Linked DNA regions of Mus musculus: all the other regions are linked to region 3. Evidence: chromatin contacts called from public promoter capture Hi-C data. All regions are on one chromosome and are shown on one strand. The core of a region is the stretch at or near the end of the contact, and the rest is flanking DNA. Distances in the headings are between cores, read along the strand shown. Region 1 holds the start of Meox2 (mesenchyme homeobox 2). Region 2 holds the start of Ahr (aryl-hydrocarbon receptor). Region 3 holds the start of Sostdc1 (sclerostin domain containing 1).

The links. Promoter capture Hi-C pulls out the DNA fragments that hold promoters and counts their contacts.
Region 1: a contact with region 3 is called in a promoter capture Hi-C map of embryonic stem cells, with 2.7 times the contacts expected there. The contact joins the promoter of Meox2 here to the promoter of Sostdc1 in region 3. A contact is called at or near these places in 3 of 39 promoter capture datasets (the 3T3-L1 cell line, embryonic stem cells and liver).
Region 2: a contact with region 3 is called in a promoter capture Hi-C map of hippocampal neurons, with 3 times the contacts expected there. The contact joins the promoter of Ahr here to the promoter of Sostdc1 in region 3. A contact is called at or near these places in 2 of 39 promoter capture datasets (hippocampal neurons and pre-B cells) and 1 of 484 Hi-C or Micro-C datasets (pre-B cells).

What each region holds. Positions count from the first base shown.
Region 1 is chr12:37,107,184-37,111,054 of GRCm38.p6, forward strand. It overlaps Meox2 (mesenchyme homeobox 2), which reads left to right and starts at 1,357. Exons shown (of 3, transcript NM_008584.4): 1 at 1,357-2,161. The coding sequence starts at 1,648.
Region 2 is chr12:35,532,950-35,536,504 of GRCm38.p6, forward strand. It overlaps Ahr (aryl-hydrocarbon receptor), which reads right to left and starts at 2,040. Exons shown (of 11, transcript NM_013464.4): 1 at 1,613-2,040. The coding sequence starts at 1,674.
Region 3 is chr12:36,312,163-36,315,841 of GRCm38.p6, forward strand. It overlaps Sostdc1 (sclerostin domain containing 1), which reads left to right and starts at 2,007. Exons shown (of 2, transcript NM_025312.3): 1 at 2,007-2,336. The coding sequence starts at 2,132.

The DNA of each region.
Region 1 (3,871 bases), core at 107-2,606, 790 kb after region 3:
AGACAATAAACATATGGCAGTTAACCATAGTGGCACACTCCAAGTCCTGAACACCCTAGGCTACTGCAGACATCCCCTTGGCAGACACTTCCTAGATAGGAACAGGCTTTCCTGCAGCCCACTCTCCCAAGCTTGTTGTGGGTTAAGGACAGGACTTCCAGTAGATTCTGTGGCCGCCCAAGCTAATTGCTGTGTCAACCCCAGCCCCTGCTCTCACAAATTCACTGGTGGCAAGGTGTGCAGTTAGTTCATTTCCAGGAGCACAGGCTGTAAACCTGGGGGAAATGAACCATGATAGCAGGGTCCACGCTGAGGGAATGTTAAGTTTGCTATCTGCTTAAAACAGAAAGGTGGTGAGGAATGGAATGTATGCAAGGAGCATTAGCTCTGTGAGCTAAAGAGAGATTTCATTTCTCAAAGGATGGGAGCGGGCTGTGAATTGGCTCCTGCAGGGTTAAGCTAGCTAGGAAGGGTGAAGCTGGGAGCAAGTTAGACTTGCTCATTTGACATTTTTTCGGGTTATTCTTGACCCCCCCCCTCCCAATTTCCTCGGTGAGCAAATGGTGAGAAAATTTCGCGAACTGGACTGGTAAAGAGAAGTAGGGGTGGGAAGAGGGTCAGAAAAAGAAGGAAGGGGGACACCACTTGGAGCAACACTTGTGTGTCGCCAAGGCGCCAGAGCCTACATCCACCTCTGTGTCGCGCACACCCCATTGTATATCTGTCCTTTCTGCACTCAGAGTAGCACTGTGCTAGCCTTGGTGCACAGCTCTACAACCTCCGCCCTGGCTCTAGGTTTTCTAACAATCTATTCTCAGATACCTAAAAGAGAATAAACCTAATGTGTTTACGCTGGAACCGTGAGTGGCCTCTGAGTTTGAAAAGCTCGACAGACTAGGCTCTTCTTCTCTTGAAAGTTCTCTTGAAAGTTCTCTGTGGTCTGCAAAGTCAGGGAGTAGTCAGGGAGCTCCTGCAGGTGACCCCAACCCCCACCAAGGCTGAGAGATCTAGGTTCCAAGAGCAGTGAGCTACTCAGAGACACTGTGTGCTGGCTTAGGGAAGCTGAGTGCCTCTGCGTCTGGCCATGGGAACCTATGGGACAGATTGCGGTGGCCCGGAGCGACTGAGGCTCTGGGAGCACCACTAGCTGTGGTGGAAGCTCCCAGGGCCCGACGGGCGGGCGTTGGGCAGCGGCTCCTGTCCTGCCAGCAATGGGAACTGGAAATGAGAGAGCACGGTGGCGCTGACTGAGCGGGAGTTTTGGAGGGAGTTTGCATGTGGTCAGCGCTGGGCTCCTAAGCCAGCCCCCAGCTCACATTACACTCTATTTATAACCTCTCAGAGCCATTTCCCCCTGAAAGCAGTTCTCTGGGACCACCTTCTTTTGGCTTCCACCTCTCCCACACTTGACATCTGAGCAGCTGCGAAGGAAGCTCCTCCAGGTCCTAGTGTTTATACGTGCAGGAGACTGGCCGCTAAGGCTCAGGACTGGGATTAGCCGGCTCTGCTCAAATGCAAACGCGCGCGGCTTTTACTTTTGGAGTGAGTGGGGGAAAGTCTTAGGATTTCCAGTGAAAAGTGACAGCGCTTGGTGGACATTCGGACCGTCCGTGAAGTCTTCTGCTTGGAAGCCGAAACTTGCATGCCATGGAACACCCCCTCTTTGGCTGCCTGCGCAGCCCCCACGCCACAGCGCAAGGCTTGCACCCCTTCTCCCAGTCTTCTCTGGCCCTCCATGGAAGATCTGACCACATGTCCTACCCCGAACTCTCCACATCTTCCTCGTCTTGCATAATCGCGGGATACCCCAACGAGGAGGGCATGTTTGCCAGCCAGCATCACAGGGGGCACCACCACCACCACCACCATCACCATCACCACCACCAGCAGCAGCAGCACCAGGCTCTGCAAAGCAACTGGCACCTCCCGCAGATGTCCTCTCCACCAAGCGCGGCCCGGCACAGCCTGTGCCTGCAGCCTGATTCGGGAGGGCCCCCGGAGCTGGGAAGCAGCCCTCCGGTCCTGTGTTCCAACTCATCTAGCCTGGGCTCCAGCACCCCTACCGGGGCCGCGTGCGCACCAGGGGATTATGGCCGTCAAGCGCTGTCACCCGCAGACGTAGAGAAGAGAAGTGGCAGCAAAAGGAAAAGCGACAGCTCAGGTGAGTGCGGGCAAAGCAACCCTGGGGAGAGTGCGCTCTGGGCTAGGAAGATGCGGGGAGGTGTGGGATGTTTCTCATAGAAAGACAAACTGTGAAGCTGCTAGCCTTTCCTCGCTCTGGTGGGCGAGTTCATCCATGGAGCGTCCGTCCTGTAATTCAGGAGCACGTGTTTCACTGAAGTTAATATATCTACATCCAGCCGTTCAAAGCCCTCCAAGATCGCAAATCAGTTTTCCAGAAGTGGTGAAGAAAGAGCAAGTGACACTATGCAAAATCGGTTAAGGGAGCGTGGCGGGTCCCTCCACGGGTTGGGAGGGGTGTGCCCATTGGGATGCTGCATCCGCTGGGCATGCATGCCTGCGTGCGTGTGTGCGTGCATGCGGGTTTCCTTGACTTTTCCCTTCCAATTCCCAACTCTGAACAACTCGACTTTTCCTATCCTTAACTGGGTTTCCAAATTATTGCGCAATGCCTTGAACTTTAACTGGATTTGACCAAATACGAGAAAAAGAAAAGGAAAGAAAAGAAAAGAAAAGAAAAGAAAAGAAGAGGAGGAAAAGAAAAAAGGAAGAAAACGGAAAAGGAAAGAAAAAGATAAGGAAAAATTAAAGAAAGAAAAAGAACAGAAACCTAAAACTTTTTTTTTAATATTTTTGCTTTCAGAGTTCCTTAAATAGCACCTTTCTTAAAATGATATTTAAAAAACAAACAACCCCTCCCCAAACATTCTATTTATTTGGCGAAAAAGTAATTATCTAGTAATCTAGAAGTGTTTAAGGAATACCTCTGAAAACTTTGAATAAAGAGTATTCTTATAGTAATTACACTCATATGGTGCTAACCTGGTTTGGGGGGGGGGGGGGGACGGGGACGGGAAACAAGCAAAAAGTCCAAATCAACCAACCAACCAAAACAAAATGTTTGAACTTCGACTGTGGAAAATAAAAGCCTTCATCAATTGAGTAGTGCTTTGAGATGCAGTGGAGAAAGTGGACAGATAACAGTCCTGACAGTGCTGGAAGAAGATGCAGGGAAGGTGTGGGTAACTTGAGCAGTCCTACAAAAGGGGAGCCTCCCAGAAGAATTCAGGGGCCTGGAAGTCCAATAGCCAGTGCATCCTGACAGCACAGAGAAACTAAAAATTTCCAGGAAACACAACAAAGCCCTTAAATACATTCCTCATTGTAAATGTTCTCTCTCTCTCTCTCTCTCTCTCTCTCTCTCTCTCTCTCTCTCTCTCTCTCTCCTTCCTTCCTTCCTTCCTTCCTTCTTTCCTTTCTTTCTTTCCTTCTTTTTTTCTTTATTGAATCTTCTATGTAGTTACAAGGCAACCTGGATACAGATTTAGAAAGACGTCACTTAACTAGTAAAATGTTTACATATATTACGTTTTCTGTGCTAGTGTCTCGAGAGAACATATAATTCTAGGCAATAGTTTGAAGAATTGAAAAATAATAGCATTTTAAACATTTTAGGCAAGGTGTTCTGCAGTGTAGGGCAGTAAGGGCTGTGTATTTTGTAATGTGTTGAAAGATGATAGAAATTTTTCTTGACCTCGGTGTGGGGTGACTCCTTGCTTCCCAGCCTCACTATTGAACCTGTAATTTTTCAGGTCCTGGGTGAACGATTAATGATGCTTCATCATGATTAGTTATGTCTAAGAACTCGGTCATCGCTGTTATTCTGTTTACTGGTTATCTCTAACTGTAT
Region 2 (3,555 bases), core at 790-3,289, 780 kb before region 3:
TAATCTAAAAGGAAGTGTTGTCGTGTTAAAAAGGAAGCTCTCTATATTAACTAGAAACTAAGAGCACTCGCCGTTATAATGAATAACATTTAAGATGGTGACCTTTGTATAGAAAGCAGTTTATGTCCTTAAATAACATAAGGAAAATCAGTTACTTAGACTTAGACACTCAAGCGGAGCTCCAAGTTTTATGCCCATGTACATAATACCTGAGATTTTTCATCTCATACTGAGTTAGTATTACTATTAATGAAAACAGGGAACAAGCACTTGAAAGCCTCGGAAACTGTAACTGCCAGGAACAAAGTCAAATTGAGCAAACATGTTTTAACAAAAAGAAACCGTCCTACAAAATACTAAAGCACTGAAAGCCAGGGTCCAAAGAACTGCCGGGGTAGAAAACTGCTGAGTCAACGACATTTGCGTCCTTTAAAGTGTACCAACCATAAAACTTCCAAATTCTGATCAAACTATTTACACATGGACATCTCCTCTCAATATTAATTTGTAAGTCAAGATTTGAGGAACTAGGACAGTTGAAATTCTTAAGGGGAATTAAAATCCACAAATAACCCAACTTCTAAGCTAGTAACTATTTGTAAACAGTGTATAAATCTTAAGTTGGTTTTTTTGTTGTTTTTGTTTTCTTTTTTTGGTTCACTTGGTGATAGCTGTCATGTTTCAAGCAAAACACACACTACTGATTGCCTGAAAGTGTTCCTAAAATAATTTATTTTTTTAAAAAAATAACAAATGGTGAGATGTGGAAACTCCAAGGTAATTATGAATGAATGCATCAATACAGACAACTCCTAAATGGAACCCTGTCTCAATCATGAATCTCTTTTCTGAGGGGGGAAAAAAAATCTCCCATCTCATACAAATAGCCCATGGAAATAAAGACCAAAGCCTGTAATCTCTGTCAGAATTGGCAAAAAAAAAAAAAAAAAAAAAAAAAAAAAAAAAAAAAAAGCAAGGGGAAATGAACTACAGGTAGAGAGTAGAAATAACTTAGAAGTCAGTCTAGTTCTTTTTCCTCTTCTTAATGATTTAAAATTTTACAGACCCAAAAGCACTCCAAAAGGAGGAAGAAAACTGCACCAAAGAGTGGCTAAGAATGCCACCAAGCTGCCAGGGCACCTGTCCACTGCACACTCCAACCTGCTATCAATTCTGCGCCTACACCGAGCCCTGCAGAACTGCTGCCTAGGAAGTAAATGAGAGAGCAAAACAGAAAGCTAGGCGCTAAGAACAGAAAGACATTCCTTCAAAGGCACAGGTCCCCTCCTTCAAGACAACACGTGTTTAGCTCTGCCCAACATCTCACCTCAGTGAGCTGTCTACTTATCCTCCGTGTCCCCTAAAGCTCACGGCAGCGGAGATCTAGAGTGGAGGATTTCCAGGCAAGCTTAACTAACTAAGCTAGAGCGGCACTAGGTAGGTCAGAGCTGTCAACGAACCAGCCAGGGAAGGTCGCTGAGCAGTAAAGGTGCAGGTGCCTGAAAGCAGGATTTTTTTTTTTTTAACGCATTGGTTGAGACTCAGCTCCTGGATGGCGGCACGCGTGGGGACCTCCCGCACCCTCGGAGCGCGCCTGCCCGCCGTCACTCACGTTTTCTGCACCGGCTTGCGCCGCTTGCGGCTGGCATAGGTGATGTTGGCGCCGCTGCTCATGGTGCCCGCGCCCTGCCCGCTCCACCTGCGTCCCGGAGGCGGCGCCCTGCCCGCGCTGCGCCCAGGTGAGCCGCCGCCGAGGGCGGGACGACCGCGACGCGCAGGTGCGGGCGACAGAGGAGACTCGGGCTGCCCGAGCTGGCCGCGGAGGAGAAACCCGCACGCTAGCCGCGCCCGGTCCCGAGGGTCAGGAGGGGCCGCAGTGCTCTAGGGCTTCCCGGCTCCCGCGCTGTGCCGCGGCGTCGCTCACAACCCTGCCTGGCAGCCACCCCCGAGTCCGTCCACCAGTTCGTCCTCCGGGTCGCTCCGGGCTGAGCCTCTCCGGGACACGCGTGGGGCACCGAGCGTCAAAGGGAGCGCACACACACGCTGCCGCCCGCCGCGAGCCCGCTCCTCCGCAGCCGCGACCCCGCGCAGCTCCGCCCCGGGCTCCAGCCCCGCCCCACCTGCTCGGCCCCGCCCCTCACGGTTCCCAGGAGGGCCCCACCCTCTTCGCAGCACGTGATGACGCAGGACGTAGTGACTCCCAACACTTCTTGCAGTCCGAGGTTCTGGGGGTGGGGTGGTGTTCGCCCAGTACCTGTTTTCCAGCCTCAAAAGGGGTGTGAGGCCACATTATGCCTAGGCAAATTCCTTGTAACCCAGACATCAAGATTTACCAGGCAAAGAGCTTAGCTCATCCTAGAGTTGAGTCATCTAATTTTTGACAAAGATTTTACATTGAGCTGGTAGATAAATAACTGCGACTGGAGAGCATTCTAAGGGGAAAACTTCAAAAATGCCCTGCAAAGTTAGTTGTCTTGAAGGCTACGAGTTTTATAATCCTTTTCCCTCCCACATTTATTTTATGTCTACAGAAGACAATAAAACATCGTTTCCTCCATCAGACTTCAGGAAGATGAGAAGGAAAGAAGCACAGGAGTGCTGAGAGCATGAGAAATTGGAGGGTAGGTACTGAGACTATGACCAGAGACCTGAGTTTCTGTTAGTAGTACGGTAGAGCTGATGGGAGGAAAAAGAAAAAAAAAAAAAAAGATAATCTAGGAACAAATCATAAAGATTTAATGAAGAAATTGGGTCTCATTCTGCAGACAACAGAGAGCTTTTAAAGGCGTAATTTGGAAGATGATGTTCCATCTTTCTTGGGAAAGTCACTGTGGGAAAAGGTGGAAATTCTGTTACTCAGGAACAAAACAGATGGAAGAGAGAATCGCTGGGAAATTGATGAAATCGACCAGCTGCAAGACCAATGGCACAGCCATGGGGATGAGAGAAAAGAGACAGCAGAGATGATAAAGGAAGAGGGAAGGTCGCTGTTAACCACCAAAGAATAGAGGCAGAGAAGTGAATTTTGGGAGTCAGGTAGGTGATGCTGGACATGAAGAGATAGAGATGAAGTCTGATGTGTTTTATAGATTTGAGAAAGAGATCAGAAGAGAGGATACACAACAGCAAGGAAAAGGATAGCGAGAAAACTAAGAACAACAAATGGTGCCCAGGCTGTGGAGGAAGAAGAACCCGCATCACTGTGGGTGGTTGTAAACTGGTCCAGCCACTGTGGAACTCTGTATAGAGTTTCTCAACAAATTAAAAACAGATCCACAAGATGACCTGCTATTCTCCTGCGCACATACCTGATAGCCCTTCATTCAAAACAAGTGAGAAGTGGACCCAGACTAGATTCACATCAACCTATGGATGGATAAATAAAATGTAGTGCGTCTACACAATGGCATTTTATGGGACTCTGAATAAAACTGAAATCATGGCATTTGCAGGTAAACAAGTGGAACTGGAGGCTGCCGTGTTAAGCATGGCAGACACAGAAGGCAAATACCATGTTTTCTCTAGATGTATGCTCTAGATTTTGATTTTTACACA
Region 3 (3,679 bases), core at 757-3,256:
CAAGAATTCTTCATGCCATTTTGGAAGGATGCTTGACATATAGCCTACAAAATAATCTAATTTATCATGTTCCAGGAAGGATCTTAAAGTAATAAATTATCATATACAACAATAAGAAATCCACCTACTGGTGATACATAACATTGATTCTTTGGCTCTGATTTTCAATTTTTTATTTTGTAGAATTTTTAAGATATGTAAGAGTAAACAGAATATATCATGCTCTGCCAGCCCTCAACCCATGTGAGTTTACAACACCACAATCCTAACTACCCCCCACTGTATTATCTTGACACCTATTCCCGACACCATCTTGTTTTAACCCATGGATATTTTATATCTCTAAAGGATAAGCAGTCATACTTTCTAAAATAAAATCAAAGTACCCTGGGAAAAAAGAGAACACTTCTTATTTAATGCTTAGTCTTCTATTCTAGTCTTCTATTCGTATGCTTACTTTCTTTTTATAATAATAAGCAGAACATTGTTAGTTCTTAATCAGGGACGGTTTTGACACGCCGGGAGAAATTTGGCAGTAGCAGAATTTTTCCTTACAGCAGACAGCTACTGGGTAGAAGCCAAGGACAGTAGTAAAGATGCATAGAAGTGCCTATATAATAAGGAACTGCTGGTTCCAAAATGTCAGTAGGTGCCACTGTTGATATGTACAGTTAAGGAAGAAGGAAGGAGAGGTGGTGGTGGATAGCAGTTATAATGGACAAGAACTTATAAAGGAGAGAGATACAAAATACTAAGACATTTTTCTAACAGCCACACTGACCATTAAAATTGGATTTATCATTGAACAGGCAATTTGAAAGTTGTCCCAGTCAAGATGCTTAATAGATCCGATGAAACCTGCTTTTCTTTTAAAATCATTTCTTTATCTTAGGCTTCTATACTCATGCCACAGCACACATGTGAGGGCTAGAGGACAAAGTCCCAGAGGCCACTCTCCTTCTGTTATGTGGGTTCCGATGCTGAACTCAGGATTGCCAAGCTTGGCTGCAGGTGCCCTTCCATGCTGACTCATACTGCTAGACCCTTTGTTTTCAGAGTTAAAGAACCCATGGAGTAGCTCTGTCAGATGGAAATAAAGCAGCCCAGACGGTGACAGCACTTACTTAGGCAGCAGACTCAAAGGAAGTTACCAAAACCAATGTTTGACAAATACAAATATAACTCAGGACCTGCAGTATATGAACAATCTAGAAATATTTTGAATTGGTAAAGGGTAATAAATAGAAAATGGTTTTCTTTTGGGCAAGAGACATGCAGAATGCTAAACCTTGCTGACATATTTTAAGATGAAAACTGATATGAGTTAATTTAATTCAGACAGAGTTCTGCTCATTACACCCCCCAACCCCCCAACACACACACTCAGGACCGCTGGCAGTACCAGGACCGCTGGCAGTAATTTACCTAGCAGGACAGTTGCTCCTGCAGATCAAAGCAGCATTACTTAAGTGTGTCCAGAGGGCAGGTTTTAGCTCTGTGTCTTCCTCTTTATGAGAAAAGAGAGGGGAAAAAGGTTTTCTTCTTAAGAGACAAAACATATTTAACTAAATAGATCTTTTACTCAAGTCTGACACTACTCAAAAACTCATATGGCTTCTTCTAACTTTTGGGGAAGAAGCCCCTTCAGGCCCCAAATTTTCTTTAATCTGAGGGGAATAGAGAACAAAAGTGTGAAAAATAAAATAAACTCTGTCTCTTTATGTGAACAGCAACCTACTTTTCCTTCCATTAAACTTGACCATGAACCTAGGCTCCGGAGAGGACCTGGCTGAGGAGCAAGTGGTAGCAGTTGTGACAGGGCTGTGCCTTGCCTGCTTCAGCTCGTAGACCAGTAAAGCCCAACTCTGAAATCGCAGGCAATTTGTGTAGCAAGCCCCTCCTCTTCTGCAGCCCGTCTTCTCCATTGGTAAAATTCTTTTGCAGGGTCAAGTAGGGATCCCACCCCTTCTCTGTGTTTTCACTCCGAAGCCCTACACAACTTTACACCTGAATGAACGCCAAGCCTCTGGCTATATAAAGGGAACCTTGGGAAGGGATTCCACAGTCCACAGTGCAGAAGCAAGGGGGAAAGAATTAGCGGCTCCTCAGCCCAGCAAATCCTCCACTCATCATGCTTCCTCCTGCCATTCATCTCTCTCTCATTCCCCTGCTCTGCATCCTGATGAGAAACTGTTTGGCTTTTAAAAATGATGCCACAGAAATCCTTTATTCACATGTGGTTAAACCTGTCCCGGCACACCCCAGCAGCAACAGCACCCTGAATCAAGCCAGGAATGGAGGCAGGCATTTCAGTAGCACTGGACTGGATCGAAACAGTAAGTGTGTTTTACTTGTACAGATTTTTTTTTTCCTTTTGGGGAGCATCAGCTCCCACTCCTGTAGAATGCTTTTGCTGTAAACTAACGTGAACCATCTACGCTTTTGCAAAAACAATCTGGGAGCAATCTGGTGCATGTGTAGGCTGGCGTTCTTTCCTGGGTAGTGATTTTAGAGTTAATACAAATTAAGCCGGTGGCTTGATAATGCAAGCAGAGACATGGTTTATCCAGTGCCCACAGAAAAATGCATCGAGGTATTGAACTGCTGCTTTTTAAAAACTCTGCAAAAGGGAGACTTCTTTAAAGTGTGGTTCTGTGTGCAGTTTAAGTTCATGGCGTCTTACACTTTGCTAATTTCAGATCGTGCAGGAATCTGGTGAAGTGTCTAAAGGTAACTAACCGGAACTATGTATAGGGAATCACAATGGATGAAAGGAAGCTTTCAGGAAATATGGAATTGCTCACACAGATGTCTAAAATATGTCTAGTTTGGAGAGGTGTAAAGACTTGATGTCCACTGTTAAACGGGTCTATACTACAAAACGTTGGAGCATCATGGTTTTCCAAATTGTTCTTTATTCAACAGGTCAAATTGAGACAATTGTATGTTTCTGTGAAAGACTGGGTATATATTTGTAACAGGAGATTTTACATAATAGGATGCTAATGTTTGGCACAGGGAGTATTTCTTTACCCTTTTCTGTTTGCTTAATTGACATACACGTCAAGTGACTACTAGTTAGAGGGGTTCAAATTTCTTCCTCTAACTTTTGCTCTATTCTCTTCCTTTAAAAGATTTCTGTTAGTAAGGAATGTGAAGAAAGGCAGAGAAACAGTGTACAGGAAACCTTACACAAATCTCTGCCCCTCCACCTTAAACTCCATCCAACTGTGTAAAAGCGTTTTGACCTTTGAAAAGTCATACCGTATATGACTGGTCATATCCCACTAAGAAAACTGAAGTGTTTTCCTTGCATGTAGTTAATTTCAGAGCATAGGAAGTGTCTGTCTGAGCAGTACCAGGTTACTGAAAAGTGTGGTGGGTGTTCATTGTCAATGTGAGAAATGTCACCACAACAATGCCCAACCTTATACATGAGGAACAAAAAGCCAGGAGAGTCAAAATTATTGCTGGCTGTTTCCAGGTACATTCCTAAGGCAGCTGTAGGAAGGTGAGCTGGAATCAAAAGCAGGCAAGCCTAGCACATTGTCCAGCCAAACCGTTAACCCTTTCATCTCCGTCTCTAACTTTAGCTCCGTATGTACATACATATGCAGGCATATGCTGCACACTTCCTTTAGTCTATGAGCCTTAAAGTAGATGTTCAGGGTACAGAATT